Linked DNA regions of Sus scrofa: region 2 is linked to region 1. Evidence: chromatin contacts called from public HiChIP or PLAC-seq data. All regions are on one chromosome and are shown on one strand. Each heading gives the region's core, a stretch centred on a gene start, on an enhancer-like site or on the middle of the called end of the contact. The rest is flanking DNA. Distances are from core to core; before and after follow the strand shown.

Evidence for each region. HiChIP or PLAC-seq counts read pairs in DNA pulled down with a chosen protein or histone mark.
Region 2: a contact with region 1 is called in an H3K27ac HiChIP or PLAC-seq map of alveolar macrophages. The contact joins two enhancer-like sites. A contact is called at or near these places in 1 of 5 promoter capture datasets (liver), 6 of 47 Hi-C or Micro-C datasets (embryonic fibroblasts, fetal heart ventricle, fibroblasts and 1 more) and 2 of 2 datasets of contacts at active chromatin or transcription factors (alveolar macrophages and skeletal muscle).

The regions. Positions count from the first base shown.
Region 1 is chr18:13,525,300-13,532,622 of Sscrofa11.1, forward strand. No RefSeq gene overlaps it. Among named protein-coding and RNA genes, the nearest start is that of FAM180A, 45 kb to the right of the region's middle. Within about 2 kb of position 3,997, at least 24 of the 83 cell types and tissues checked have an H3K27ac peak or open chromatin away from gene starts, as enhancers often do. A contact at or near this core is called in alveolar macrophages, where this site is marked.
Region 2 is chr18:13,658,358-13,665,680 of Sscrofa11.1, forward strand. LOC106506763 (a long non-coding RNA gene) reads right to left here. Exons shown (of 11, transcript XR_001302304.2): 1 at 7,161-7,323. Among named protein-coding and RNA genes, the nearest start is that of SLC13A4, 68 kb to the left of the region's middle. Within about 2 kb of position 4,289, at least 8 of the 83 cell types and tissues checked have an H3K27ac peak or open chromatin away from gene starts, as enhancers often do. A contact at or near this core is called in alveolar macrophages, where this site is marked.

The DNA.
Region 1 (7,323 bases), core at 2,747-5,246:
GAAGCACCTTATGAAATGTCCAGAACGGGCACATCTAGAGAGACTGAAAACAGATCAGTGGTTGCAAGGGACTGGGGCCTGGGAACAGGAGTCATTGCTTAATGAACCCAGGGTGCCCTTTGGGGGTGAGGAGAATGTTCCAGGACCAAATAGAGGTGATGGTTGCACAAACGCAATATACCTAATGCCCCTGAATTGTACACATTAAAATGGTTCATTTTATGATATGTGCTCTTTGCCTCAATTTTTCTTCTACCTGCTGGAAGCATGGAGGAGAGAAGAGAAAATAAATGGGCAGAAGGCGTCTGAGGACGAAGCACAGAGACGAGAGGATCGACAGACCAAGACAGCGATGGCGGCAACTCTGCTACGAGCTGTGTGACAACAGGCAGGAAGGCCACCCTCCCAGGGCCTCCACCTTCTGCTCTGTGAGATGCAAGAGGCTAGAACAGCCAGCTCGGGGTAAACGCTGCGTTGATGTCAGTTACAGCTGCCAGTGCGCTGCGGTTCATTTTATGGCTCTATGTGTTCTTCCCCTAATGACCTTCTCCTAAATGCATCCCGGTTTTTATTGCATTTTATTTATTTGTTTGTTTGTTTTACTTTTTAGGGCCGCACCCGCAGCACACAGAGGTTCCCAGGCTAGGGGTTGAATCAGAGTTGTAGCCACCGGCCTACACCACAGCCACAGCAACTCGGGATCCGACCTCATCTATGACCTACACCACAGCTCACAGCAACGCTGGTTCCTTAACCCACCGAGCAAGCCCAGGGATCGAACACACATCCTCATGGCTACTAGTTAGGTTCATTTCCGCTGCGCCACAATGAACTCTGCATCCTGGTTTTTAAATCAGTTCACTAGTTCAAACTTTGCCAACTTCCAAGAGAAAACTCAGTCTTAGAAAGCCGGAGAGCCTGCTCTCTGATAAATGTTTGTATTGAACAAGGGAAAGTGAAAGGCAGAGCAGAGCCTGCACCAAGCAAGTCGAGGGAGCAGGCAACATCACTGCGTCTGGCCAAGGTTGTTAAAGAAACATGCTTTTCACTTCACCACCCTGCAAAGCTAATAAACAACCCACTGCATATGATTTAATCTGACGTTGCAGGTACACAAGGTTTGTAAACTCTAAGGCTGCCTGCTCCAAGGCAAGATCTGATTTGTAACCATGGGAGCATCAGGGCTGAGCACAGTGGCCGGAAGAAGCCAGTGCCTCGTCCCTGCCGGGGGCACCCAAGGTGAGAGCTGTGATGGCACGGAGGCCATGGGGCTGCTTTCTCCACGACCACAGTCCAGATGGGAAGGGCTGCAGGCAGCTGGGGGCCTGTGGGACACAGTCCCAGATATACACACATGACTGTGATCGCCAGGCACTGAGCTCTGTGGCGTTACACCCTGCTCCACCTTCCAGAGAACAAAGCACCAGTCTCCCTCCTGCTTCTCTGGGCCGCCCAGCAAGGAAGGGCGCCAGCTCCCTTAAGCCACACTGGCACCAGCAACCCTGCAGGGCAGGGCAGGGCAGGCCACGGCTGGATGGGAGGCTCCCTGGAACGACACATTCTGCTCCAGGGTGTCACCCTCTCTTGCCTGCCAGAAGCTGGCTAGCCCTGGGAGCTCCATGCACAGGAAGAGAAATGCACGGATTCATCAAGGTGCATTCCCCAAGGCCCCGTGCATCCTGATGTGTTTAAACAGCCTTGGCCTTGACCAAAAAAAACTCTCCTATCAGGGAAAAAGCCCAAGCACTGTCATTGGCCATACTGTTCAGCCTTCTCAATGTGCCAATTCCTGCACTGGCACAAATGATCCACATGTGTCTCTTTCACATTCAAACACTTCTTAGTATCCACTGTGCACACTTCTGCTTGGCACAGGGAGAGGATCATTGTAAACAGAAGGCCTGTTCTCTGCCTTAGGACCTAATGGGTTCATTCATTGATTCACTCCAGTTTTGAGCCCTCCATCATGTGCCAGGCACTGATGCCAGCAGTTCAAGGTCCACAGGGAGGAAAAGTGCTCATACCTAAAACAGCTAGAGAATAATCTCAGTCAGACAGAGCATGGAGGCAAATCATCACAATTGCTGGCACTCAGTATAGGTTTAGCCATTCGAGTTTATGTTATACTTCGAGCATTCAGGCACTTTTGAGCTAGAAGGGACCCAGGTCACCACTCAGTCCAATGCAATAGGGACCAGCCAGGGCCTGACTAGAGCCAGACACCCTGGACAGCTTCTTAAACACACAGATGCCTCATGCCCATCACAACTGGTGATGATGTGGAGAAGCTGGGACTCCCTAGGTGTTGTTGATGACAATGCAAAATAGTGCAGCTTTCCAAGTCCATGAGTTTCTTCTCTGTGGAAAGGGTCATTTGTGCCATATATTAGATTCCAGATATAAGTGATATCATATGGTATTTGTCTTTCTCTTTCTGACTTCCTTCACTTAGTATGAGTCTCTAGTTCCATCCATGTTGCTGCAAATGGCATTATTTTGTTCTTTTTATGGCTGAGTAGTGTTCCATTGTGTATATATACCACATCTTCTTAATCTGTTCATCTGTCGATGGACGTTTAGGTGTTTCCATGTCTTGGCTACTGTGAATAGTGCTGCAATGAACATAGGGTGCATGTGTCTTTTTCAAGGAGGGAGCGGGATGGACTAGGAATTTGGGGTTAACATTCCAAACTATTGCCTTTGGAATGGATAAGCAATGAGATCTGCTGTAAAGCACTGGGAATTTATCCAGTCACTTGTGATGGAGCATGATGGAGGATAATGTGAGAAAAAAAATGTATACATATATGTGTGACTGGATCTCTTTGCCATACTGTAGAAAACTGACAGAACACTGTAAACCAGCTATAATGGAAAAAATAAAAATCATTTAAAAAATAATAAATAAAATAGTGCAGCTTCTAAAGAAAATGTACAAAGTTTCCCCACATATGAAAAATAAATTACCATATGATGCAGCAATTTCACTTCTAAGTATATGTCCCAAAGAATTGAAAGGAGGGTCTCAAAGAAATAGCTGTACACCCATGTTCACAGCAGCACTATTCACGATAGCCAAAAGGTGGAAGCAACCCAAGTGACCAGGGACAGATGAATGGATAAACAAAATGTGGTCTATACACATACTGAAATATTATTCAGCCTTAAAAGGGAAGGAAATTTTGATATCTGCCATAACATGGATGAACCTGAGGACACCATGCTAAGCCCGTCACAAAAAGACAAATACTGTATGATTCCAGTTACTATGAGAGTCGTCCAGTTGCTACAGGAAGAAAGTACAATGGCAATGGCCAGGAGCCTGGGGGAGGAAAGAAAGGGGAATCAAGCTTTAATAGATGCCGAGTTTCAGTTTTGCAAGACGAAGAAGTTCCGGAGGTTGGTTGCAGAACAGAATCAATACACTTAACACCGCTGTAGTTAAAAATGGTCAGGATGGTAAAATGTGTGTCATGTGTACTTTACCACAATTTTTAAAAATGCAGGTTCCTGGGCCCTGGGCCCAAACAGTAAGACTTAGTCTGTCTGGAGCAGGACCGGGGAACCTGTGTTTGTAAAGCTTCCTGGGAGTTACTGATTCGCAGCCTGTTTGGCTACCTCCAATCCAAGTTGTGATTTTAGAGATGAGGACACTGAGGTCCAGGGAAGTAAAGCCATTTGCCCAAAGGTCACTCAGCTCCCCAGTGACCGCACTAGGACAGCCTAGACTGGCTGACTGGACAACCCTGGCTGGACAGCCGAATCACTCACCGGGCCCCAATCCCATCCCATGAATGAGGATTTCTGCGGGGAGACGCCTGAGCAACTTGGATTGGTAAACACTCCGTGAGCTCTTAGCTTTCTGATGTATGGCCAGAACGGAAGACTCCTGCCCGAGCCTTCTGGTTCTTTTCACGCTCACATGCTGGACACAGATCTTGGCTGGGAATGGGGGAGCGTGCGTCTGCTGATTGAGAGGGCTGCTACCAGCAGAGCTTCCGGCCAGATGTGCTGGTTTAGGAACAGTAGTCCCTTCCTACTGCATATCTGGCATATTTCAGGGCCCAGCCCGTTGCCTGTGTTTCCTCAGTGCAAAGGAGAGCACGGCCCCTGGGGAAGTCCACACTGGAGAACGGGCAAGACGTAACCACGGGGCTCCACCTCACCAGCCGGCGATGCAGAAGAAAGTCGCATCTCTTACGAAGTCTCCAAGCCCCCACCTGCCTGAGCTAATAAGATATCAAGACCTATTTCCAAAATTTCCTGCCAAAAACTGTTCCCAAAAAATCCCAGGCTTGCTTTGGCTACCCTCTCAGCACACAGCAGCTAGCCACACAGCCTTTTTGCTTAAAGCAGATCTAACTCCAAAGGGCCATCGGTCTGCAGTTAACAAGCAGCCCCTGGATTCACTGCCACTGACAGGACGGTGATTCAATCACGTGGGGCCTTGACACCACCTGCATCCTTGCAGGCTGTCTGCTCCAGGAGAGGCCGGGGTGGCCCTCATCCGAAAGACAAGAGAGAACACGTGTTGGGGAGCCTGTGGAGAAGAGCGAATCCTTGCGCACCTTTGGTGGGAATGTTAAATCCGTGTAGCTACCACGGAAAATAGTATGGAGGTTACTCAAAACATTAAAAATAGAACTACCACACAATCCAGCAGTCTCACTTCTTGGGACATATCCAGAGGAAGTGAAAGAGGCTCTCAGAGAGCTATGTGCACTGTCATGCTCATGGCAGCACTATTTACCACAGCCACGCCATGGAAACAAGCTCGATGCCCATGACAGAGGAACAGAGGAGGAAGAAGTGGTGTGTGTACATACACAATGGAATATGACCCAGCCGTGGAAACAAAGAAATCCTGCCGTTTGCTACAACTTGGATGAAACAGGAAGGCGTTATGCTAAGTGAAATAAGTCAGGCAGAGAAAGACAAGTACTGTATGGTCTTATATGTACAGTCTGAAATAGCTGAATTCCAAGAAACCGTAGAATGGTGGTTACTGGGATGGGAGGCTGGGAAATGGGGAAGTATCGATCAAAGAACAAAGTTTCAGTTATAAAATTCACAAAAGTTCTGGGGATCTGATGCATAGCATGGTGATTACAGCCAATAATACTGTAACATATACTGAATGTTGCTGAGAGAGTCCATTTAAATGTCCTCATCACCAAAAAGAATATTCATTTTGTGGGATGGAAGTGTTAGCTAATACCATCACGGTAGTGATTTTGCAACAGCTAAGTATATCACACGAATACGTTGTGCCCTTTATTAAAAAAAAATGGAAAGAAACAAGGTTTATCACTTATAGGTCCTGGAAATTACATGGCACATCTGTAAACTACAGGGCCACACAGCGAGGTGGCACGTAGAAAAAGAGCTGCTGCACACTTTAAAAGTACACAAAGTTGTGTGTCGATTATATCTCAGTAAAGCTGGAAAATAAATAAGTAGGCCAACATCACTGAACACCTGTTGAGGCAGGTAACCCCTCCGCACACACCTGGACTATCTCTGCAAAGATTCTAAGAAAATCTTTAGTACCTGTTATCTCCAGGCCAGTGTGTCCGCAGTCAGCCCCTCAAATTCACTCTCTGATGTGGAGCAGATTTGAACAGCCTTGAACTTATGGACAAGGTGTGGCTTGGGATAGTTCAGCAACAGTATTTTTTACCACTCGTTGCCTTTAAGGTCCTGAACACACTCCTAGCTCTCATCAGAATCAACACTGAAACAAGACTTCTGACAATGGCATTCATCCGCGTGTCGCAGCTGCAAATGTCTTCAATATCATCAGTCCCTCTGCTTGCTCTCCTGGAACGTGACAAACATCTCACATGCTGCTTGACATACCCTTTGTCCTCCTAACCATCCCTACCATCTAGTAACAATGCACTATGCGTGTGCCAAACACACACAAAACAATACGTCTGCTATGAAAGAACCTGCGTGACCTCATGGCCTGCCACCTGCTGGAGGCGGCAAGACTGGTGTGCTTCAAACTCTGAAGCAGGGTTTTGCGGTTGGAGATCTGGAGGTGGAGAAGCTTCTGTGTTCTGCTCAGTCCCCCTAAGAACAGCCCCATTCTCCTTCCTTGATGCCTATGCTCCGAAAGCATGACCTCACCTCCAACACAGGGCCATCAGCCCAGGACCAGCCCATTCACCCAAGGAGTCACCAGAGCTCCAATCCACAGAAATAAAGATGGTCCAGGGCACAGTGGTCCCTGCAGCTCTGGACCACGCAGGGGCTCCTCATCCCCCTGCACCACACCCGGCCATGGTGCATCCCATGAAAGGGGGGTACGAACTTGGACTTCAAATGGTACAGGTCCAGTAACCCACTCTTTCCATCTATACAGGCAGGAAGACACACACACACACACACACACACACACACACAGAGTTATTTTTTTCCCCAAAGTCATTTTCATGGCTGCAACATAGTTGGATCTAGAGTGGTTCCTAAAAAGCCAGTGGTTCCTAAAAGGCCACAAGAGCCCTGAGTCTAGGCCGGACTCCCAGCCCTATGCTGAGCAGTTCCTTGGAGTCTTGCGTCTTCCTCTACTGCCAGATAACCTGTGTGGGCCACTCAGTTTATAACGGATATTATAACACAGTGGATTTTCTAAGCACGGGATTAGGTCTCAAACCATTCCATTCACTCTTCCAGACAAGGCAAGAGGAAGTAAAGATAGAAAAACTTGGAAGGGAGAAAGTAAAACATCACTCTTTACAGCTTCTCTGATGATACACCTGACAACCCCTCAAAACTGACAGAAAATGCATCTCAAACAACAAGAATATTCAGAATTCAAAAGCAAACAATACTCCTCTGCGGATATAATGAGGAAAATAGGTGCCATGTGCGATAGGAACCAAAGAGATGAGAGATAAAACTAACCAAAAACATTCAAGGTCTATGGGAAGAAAACTTGAAAAGAATTCTGAAAGGAAACAAGCGAAGATCTGAACAAAGAGAAAGGCGCACTATGTCGTCATGATATTCTGCACACGAGTTAAAAATGTTGGAATTCCTGTCGTGGCTCAGCAGAAACAAATGTGTTAACATCCATGAGGACGCAGGTTTGATCCCTGGCCTCGCTCAGAGGGTTAAGGATCCAGCATTGCTATGAGCTATGGTGCAGGTCGCAGATGTGGCTCGGATCCTTTGTTGCTGTGGCTGTGGTGTAGGCTGGTGGCTACAGCTCCGATTTGACCCCTGCCCTGGGAACCCCCATGTGCCGCAGGTGCAGCCCTAAAAAGGCAAAAAAGAAAAAACCAAAAAAAAAAATTTAACATTATATCAATATAAATA
Region 2 (7,323 bases), core at 3,039-5,538, 130 kb after region 1:
TAGGAACCATGAGGTTGTGGGTTCGATCCCTGTCCTTGCTCAGTGGGTTAATGATCCGGCGTTGCCGTGAGCTGTGGTGTAGGTGCAGACGCGGCTCGGATCCTGCGTTGCTGTGGCTCTGGTGTAGGCCAATGGCTACAGCTCCGATTGGACCCCTAGCCTGGGAACCTCCATATGCCGTGGGAGCAGCCCAAAGAAATAGCAACAAGACAAAAAAAATAAATAAATAAAAATAAAATAAAATAAAAAACCCAAACTCAAAGACCAAGTCAGAGTGGAGCTGAGGCTTGTCTCCCCCCTCCTTTGCTTGGCACCCTGCAATAAAGTCCTTACTTTGCAGCAAACACCTGCTGTCAAAGTTTGGCTTTCTGCACAGCCAACAACAAGCCCTTTGCTCATTTACAATGTAATTTTATTTTATTTTTTTGATTTTTTAATTTTTTGGGGGCAGCACCCGAGACATGTGGAAGTTCCCAGGCCAGGGATCAAACCCATGTCACAGCAGCAACCCAAGCCACAGCAGTGACAATGCCAGATCTTTAACCCATTGAGCCATAAAGGAACTTCCACAATGTAATTCTTTTTTTTTTTTTTTCAATTTTCAAGTTTTTATTTGTAAAATAATAATTGTAAAACAACAGAGACCAAACTCATAAGTAGTTTCAAACATTTTTACCTGTTTTATTACCAAAAGGATTAAATGGTTCATTTTTTTTTTCCTTTTTATGGCAGCACCTGCAGCATATGGAAGTTCTCAGGTCAAAGCAGAGCTGCAGCTGTGGCCTACGTCACAGACACAGATTTGAGCTGCATCTGTGACCTTACAGCAATGCTTTCACTGAGCAAGGCCACGGATCCGACCTGCATCATCACAGAGACAACATTGGGTCCTTAACCCACTGAACCCAAACAAATCTTAAGAAGTTCATTTGGAAAGATTAAGGTAATAAATTCATAGATTTCTCTTCTCCTAAAATCCTCTCTAAAACTGAATGAAGAATAGAATCAGTGTGTTATACAATGTAATTCTTTAAAGGATGTCCAAAAAAAAAAAAAAAATGGGGGAGGAGTTCTCTTGTGGCTCAGTGGGTTAAGGATCCAGTGTTGTCACTGCTGTGGTTTGGGTTTGATCCCTGGCCTGGGAACTTTTGCATGCCCCAGGTGTGGCCTAAAAAATAAATAAAAATTTAGAAACAATTAAAAAAATTAAAAAGATGTCGCACTAACAAAAAAACTAAAAGTTCCTAGAAATACTAGGTAAAACTAAATACAATAAAAATGGAAGAGAAAATACTAGACAAAACTAAAAAGTACCCAGAAAAACATGGAGCAAGACTATTAATTAAAAAATTTTTAAATACTGATTAAAGACATGTACAACCTAAATAAATGGGAGATGGATCACAACAAATGAAGGTTTCAGAAGCTTACAGTCATCAGGAAGGTGGAGAAGGATGGAAGTTGGGCCATTAAGAGTAGCTGGGGTGGAGTTCCCCTTGTGGCTCAGCAGAAATGACTCTGACTAGGAACCAAGAGGATGCAGGTTTGATCCCTGGCCTTGCTCAGTGAATTAATGATCCAGCACTGCCATGAGCTGTGGTGTAGGCTGCAGACAAGGCTCGGATCCTGCATTACTGTGGCATAGGCTAGCAGCTACAGCTTTGATTTGACCCCCAGTCTGGGAACCTACATATGCTGCAGATTTGGCCCTAAAAATACAAAAAAAAAAAAGAGTAGCTGGGGTTTTCCCAGGTATCAAAACTCATTTCAAAGTTGTAGTCACTAAAGCAGTATGGTTGGTGCAGAATTAGACAAACAGGTCAATGGTCAAGGGGAGACAGCTGAAAAATAGATTTGTAAACATACAAAAGCGTATTAGATGAAAAAATAACCTCAAAATCAGTGAGTAAAACAATGACTTCAACAAATTGTTCTGGAATTCCCGTTGTGGCACAGTGGTTAGCGAATCCGACTAGGAACCATGAGGTTGCGGGTTCGATCCCTGCCCTTGGTCAGTGGGTTAAGGATCCGGCGTTGCCCTGAGCTGTGGTGTAGGTTGCAGACATGGCTTGGATCCCGCGTTGCTGCAGCTCTGGTGTAGGCCGATGGCTACAGCTTCGATTCAACCCCTAGCCTGGGAACCTCCATATGCCGTGGGAAGCGGCCCTAGAAAAGGCAAAAAGACAAAAAAATAAAAATAAAAAAACAAATTGTTCTGTCATAATTGGCCATACATTTAGAAAAAACATATATAATAACGAAGAAATCCATATGGATTAAAGATCTAAATGTAAAGTATACAACCCTAGAAATACCAGAAGATAATATGGGGAAATATTTTTACAAGTGTATAATGGGAAAAGACTCTCTTAAAAAAAAAAAGAGTAGCTGGGAAGGCAAAAAGGAGGATAAAGGGGAAACCATGCGGGAAGGTATGAAGGCAAGATTATGGAGGAGTTCCCATCCTAGTGCAGCGGAAACAAATCCGACTAAGAACCATGAGGTTGCAGGTTCAATCCCTGGCCTCACTCAGTGGGTTAAGGATCCGACGTTGCCATGAGCTGTGGAGTAGGTCACAGACACAGCTCGGATCAGGTGTTGCTCTGGCTGTGGCGTAGGCCGGCGGCTACAGCTCCGATTAGACCCCTAGCAGGGAACCTCCGTATGCCGTGGGTACAGCTCTAAAAAGACTAAATAAATAAATAAATAATATAAAACAGAGGATATATGCTGACAGGCAGTGGGAAAGGAAAATGAGGCCAGATCACCAAAGCTTGAAAATCAAGTAAAAGTGGTTACAATCTGATGTGGAAGGACACAGGGACCACTGACAGTTTCTAAGCGTGAACAAAGCAATTAACCTGAATGATTACTATGGCAGCTGCAAGAGGCAAGAGAAACAAGGGTGTCAAGGAAAACATACTAACTAGAGGCAACAACCTTGCTATTCCACAGCTCATCAGACTACAATGAGCATGCTATGTTTAAAAAAAAATTCAAAAACTAGAATATTCTTACAAGGGTGATAGGCATGAACCTGGAATCATAAAGAATGGGTGGAAGAAGTAGGGATGTGTAGCCTGTAAAAGATAAGAATGGTGGGGATGGCTGACAGGCATATGAAAAAAATGCTCAACGCCATTAATTTTTAGAGAAATGCAAATCAAAACTACAATGAGGTACCACCTCACACCAGTCAGAATGGCCACCATTAAGAAGTCTACAAATAACAAATGCTGGTGAGGGTGTGGGGAAAAGGTACCCTCCTTCACTGCTGGTGGGAATGTAAATTCGTACAACCACAATGGAAAACAGTCTGAAGGCACCTCAGAAAACTAAATATAGAACTCCTGTATGATTCAGCAATCCCAGTGCTGCGTACATATCCAGACAAAACTTTCACTGAAAAAGATACATGCACCCGCATGTTCATCACAGCATTATTCACAACAGCCAAGACATGGAAACAACCTAAATAGCCAATAACAGATGAATGGATTAAGAAGATGTGGTACATGGATACATACAATGGAAAATTACTCAGCCATAAAAAAAGACAAACTAATGCTATCTGCAGCATGGGTGGAACTAGAGATTCTCATACTAAGTCAGAAAGAGAAAGACAAATACCATAGGATATCACTTATTTGTGGAATCTAAAATATGGAAGAGATGATTATATCTAAAAAAACCGAAATAGATCATAGCCAAGGAGAGCAGACTTGGGGTTCCGGGGCGGGGGGGGAGTAGGATGGATGGGCATTTGGGGGGTTTTTTTGGATACAAACTGGTATATTTGGAATGGATGGGCAATGGGGCTCTATTGTGCACAGCACAGGGAAACGTGTGTGATTGGGTCACTTCGCTGTAAACAGAACTTGAAGAAACACTGTAAATCAACTATATCTTAATAATAATAATAAAGAAATGAGGCAAAGACCAGTTAAGTAACTTGCCCAAAAATACACAGCAGGTAAATATATGTGCCAGACACATAGCAGGTAAATGATGTGGCGCATGAAGGAGAGAAATAAATCAAAGATTATGTCAACATTTCAAATTTGAGAAAGCCAGGGCCGAGAAAGAAAGAAGCTAGGTGTATGGTGCAGGGTAGAGAAAGAAGAGGTAATGGGTCCCTCCGTGTTGGGTCTAAGACAGACAGAAGACAGGAGACGTTCGGTAGGCAGCTGATGACAGAGAACTGCAAGCAGAGAAAGGACTCACTGCAGTTTTGAAAGCTGTCAGCAAAGAGGTGAAGGTGGCAGCATGCCAGGGAACACACCCCCTAAGGGAGCTAGAGAGAAGAGCAGAGAGTCAAGGACTGAGTCTTGAGAAACACCCAGAAACCAAATGAAGGGATATGCAGCCCGTACAAACTGGAGTGATGAGATAGGGCCACTTCCCAACTGGTGCACCAAGATACTGCTCCCCTGAGCTTTGGAGCAGCCAGCACCTAGGGCTGGGCACTTGCACTCTACACAGGTTCTTCCATAAAAATAAGTCTACATGTGTTATAATATGAAAGAATGTTGGAAAGTACTTAGATGCAGGATCCAAGAGCCAAGGGAGAAGGGACTAAAGAGGAGGTGATTAAGAGGACCAAGCGCTGCTACGCTGAGAGGTAAGAAAAGCAATGCCATTAGCTCAGGAACAGTACAACAAACAGTTACACAAGCCCCAAGCAGTGCCCATCATAGCTGGTTTCCCTTTAAAAGCTGCACATGTGTCCTTACAACATCTGTGGCTAAACCATGCTGCAACTAAGGAAGTCACTGCAATAAAAGGAAAGGGGAAAGAGGCATTAGGACCACAGGAATAAGTTTCGATATAGGGATAATGGGCAAGTATTTTAATCCAAGGAGAGATGAACAATGAAGAGAATATATAAGCAGCACTACCAGGTGCAGTGTTTTCAAAGAGTGTTCCAAGAAATGACAACTGTAGGAAACACCCTGGAGGGTTCCCAACGGGTGGTGACAGTGCACCCTCCGAGACATGTAACTTGTGACTATCCCATTACGTTCCTTCTGAGGAAAACTAGTCCCATTCCTAAGAAGAAACTAAATCAGAGTTCAACTAATTATCTTGCAAAAGAGAAAGTGAAAAATACCTAAAAACTTATTGTCACTGTTTTAAGTTCTTTAATGTATTATCTCATTTTTAATCCTCACAATAAAACCATGAAGTAGGCTCCCATTTTCGGATGTGGAAACTGAAGCACAGAGAATTTAAATAACTTGCCCAAGTTCCCACTGCTTAAAAATGATGGTTCAGGACTTTCCGTCAGTGGATCAGTGGTTAATGAACCCAACTAGTATCCATGAGGACGAGGGTTCAATCCCTGGCCTTGCTCAGTGGGTTAAGGATCCGGTGTTTCCGTGAGCTGTGGAGTAGGTCACAGACTGGCTCGGATCCGCACTGCTGTGGCTATGGTGTAGACTGGAAGCTACAGCTCCAATTCGACCCCTAGCCTGGGAACCTCCATGTACCGCAGCCCTAAAAAGACCCAAAACAAAAAAAGATGGTTCAAACCCAGGAGTCTGATTTTTGAGTCTGATCTCATGGCAGCATGGGATCCTTAACCCACTGAGTGAGGCCAGAGATCGAAGCCACAACCTCATGGTTCCTAGTCAGATTCACCACTGAGTCTGATCTCTTAAGCATTAGGACATGATGTCGGGGCACAGGTTAAAAGCTAGATCTATGGCTGAAAGCAAACAGAAAGACTTGCCCAAGTTCACTGAGCTACTGAATCATCTGACAGAGGTAGAATCCAGGCACAGATGCTATCACTTCTTTCAACGAATAGCAGTGAGGAGGTGGGAGAACTTCTGTGTTACTTAAGAGCTAGGAATTTAATGAATAACTCTGATTAAAGCTTCAGCAACTCTCCTTAGATGCTAAGAATTCTGAATTCGCAAATCAATGACATCCATATTTATACAAAGCAAAAGTTTACTCCAAAACTAAATAAGCTTGCTCTTCAAAAGCACCTACGAAGGGTAAATGAATCCATGCCCTCCCAATTATCAATGAGCTACAGCTGTAGGGCACTCCATTATATCATCTTGCACTTTGAGGCTGATATTGTTTTTAACCTGAGTGTTTCCTACAACTATACGGCAGTAATTATTTCTATTGACTCCTACGCTGATACCCAGTGAGGACACTCAGAAACTTCCAGAAGCAGAGTTGTAGCCATGTCTTGGTTATGAACTTTATGTTAAGGATACTTTCTTTGGGCCTAAGAATGAAAAATCAATTACTATCTCAAAAAGGGCAGAGGGGCACTTTTTCTTTTTTAATCCCTTTGATAGAAAGTATAACATTTGGGAAAGTATCTCATTCCAAGAGCACTCTATTTCCACTGGCCACTTGGAAGTGGAATAAGAATACCTGCCTCTTATCAGAATCAGCGTTTAAGCATTAGGTTTTGAAGGCAAAAAAGCCTGGAAGAAAGACTTTCACTTGGAAATTTGATTGTCAAGTACTTCTGAAGCCTTCAACCAGGCAATCTTTGAAACACACTGGGCTTTGCCAGAAAATTCGTTTTTAACCGAAATAAAGAGCCTTGAGAAACAATTTGTTTACTCATGGTAACACTCACTTCCCCCAGAATGGACATTTTGGAAAAATTACTTGTACACCAGGGTCTGACTCATGCCAGCAACCAGCCATCCTCGGTCTGGAAGCTATAAAAGATCTGACGAGGACTCCCTAAGCCTCTAACTCTGATGGTTTACTAATTCTGAGTTTATTCCCGGCCTTCCTGGCCCTCCTAGGTTCTCTACGATGCCAACTAGCAGGGCTCTAAATCGGGAAGAGGGTACGTGTCCAGGAAGAGCGAGGGCAGAAAAGTCACTAAGGACCCCGGGAACCTTAACATGAGGACCACACTAAGCGGGGCTTTGAAAACGCATGCTCTGACACCTCAAAAGTTTTAGAGACTTGAATGGCGGCAGAAAAAATACCGGCAAAAAGATTTGGGCAAAGCAGAAACAAAACCCCACAATCCACCCTGACAGGCGACGAGCGGGCTCGGGGGCTGAGGGTCGGCGGGACTCTCGCCGAGGCCCCCGGGCCCAGGCCGGCACAGCAAAGTCTGGCGCCCCAAGGCCCTGGGCCAAGCCGCCAGCGCGCTATTCGACAGCTCCACTCACCAGGAACTGGAGCATGATGTCCGCAAGGAGGGAGCGATGGGCGGCTGCAACTCCGTGGGCCGGTCCCAGGCTGCCTCCCACCGCGCGACAGGCGGGGCCCGCGGTTAACTTCCGGTTCACGCCCTGCTCCGCCCCTCCGGCGCCTCGCGCCTCGCCTCACCCG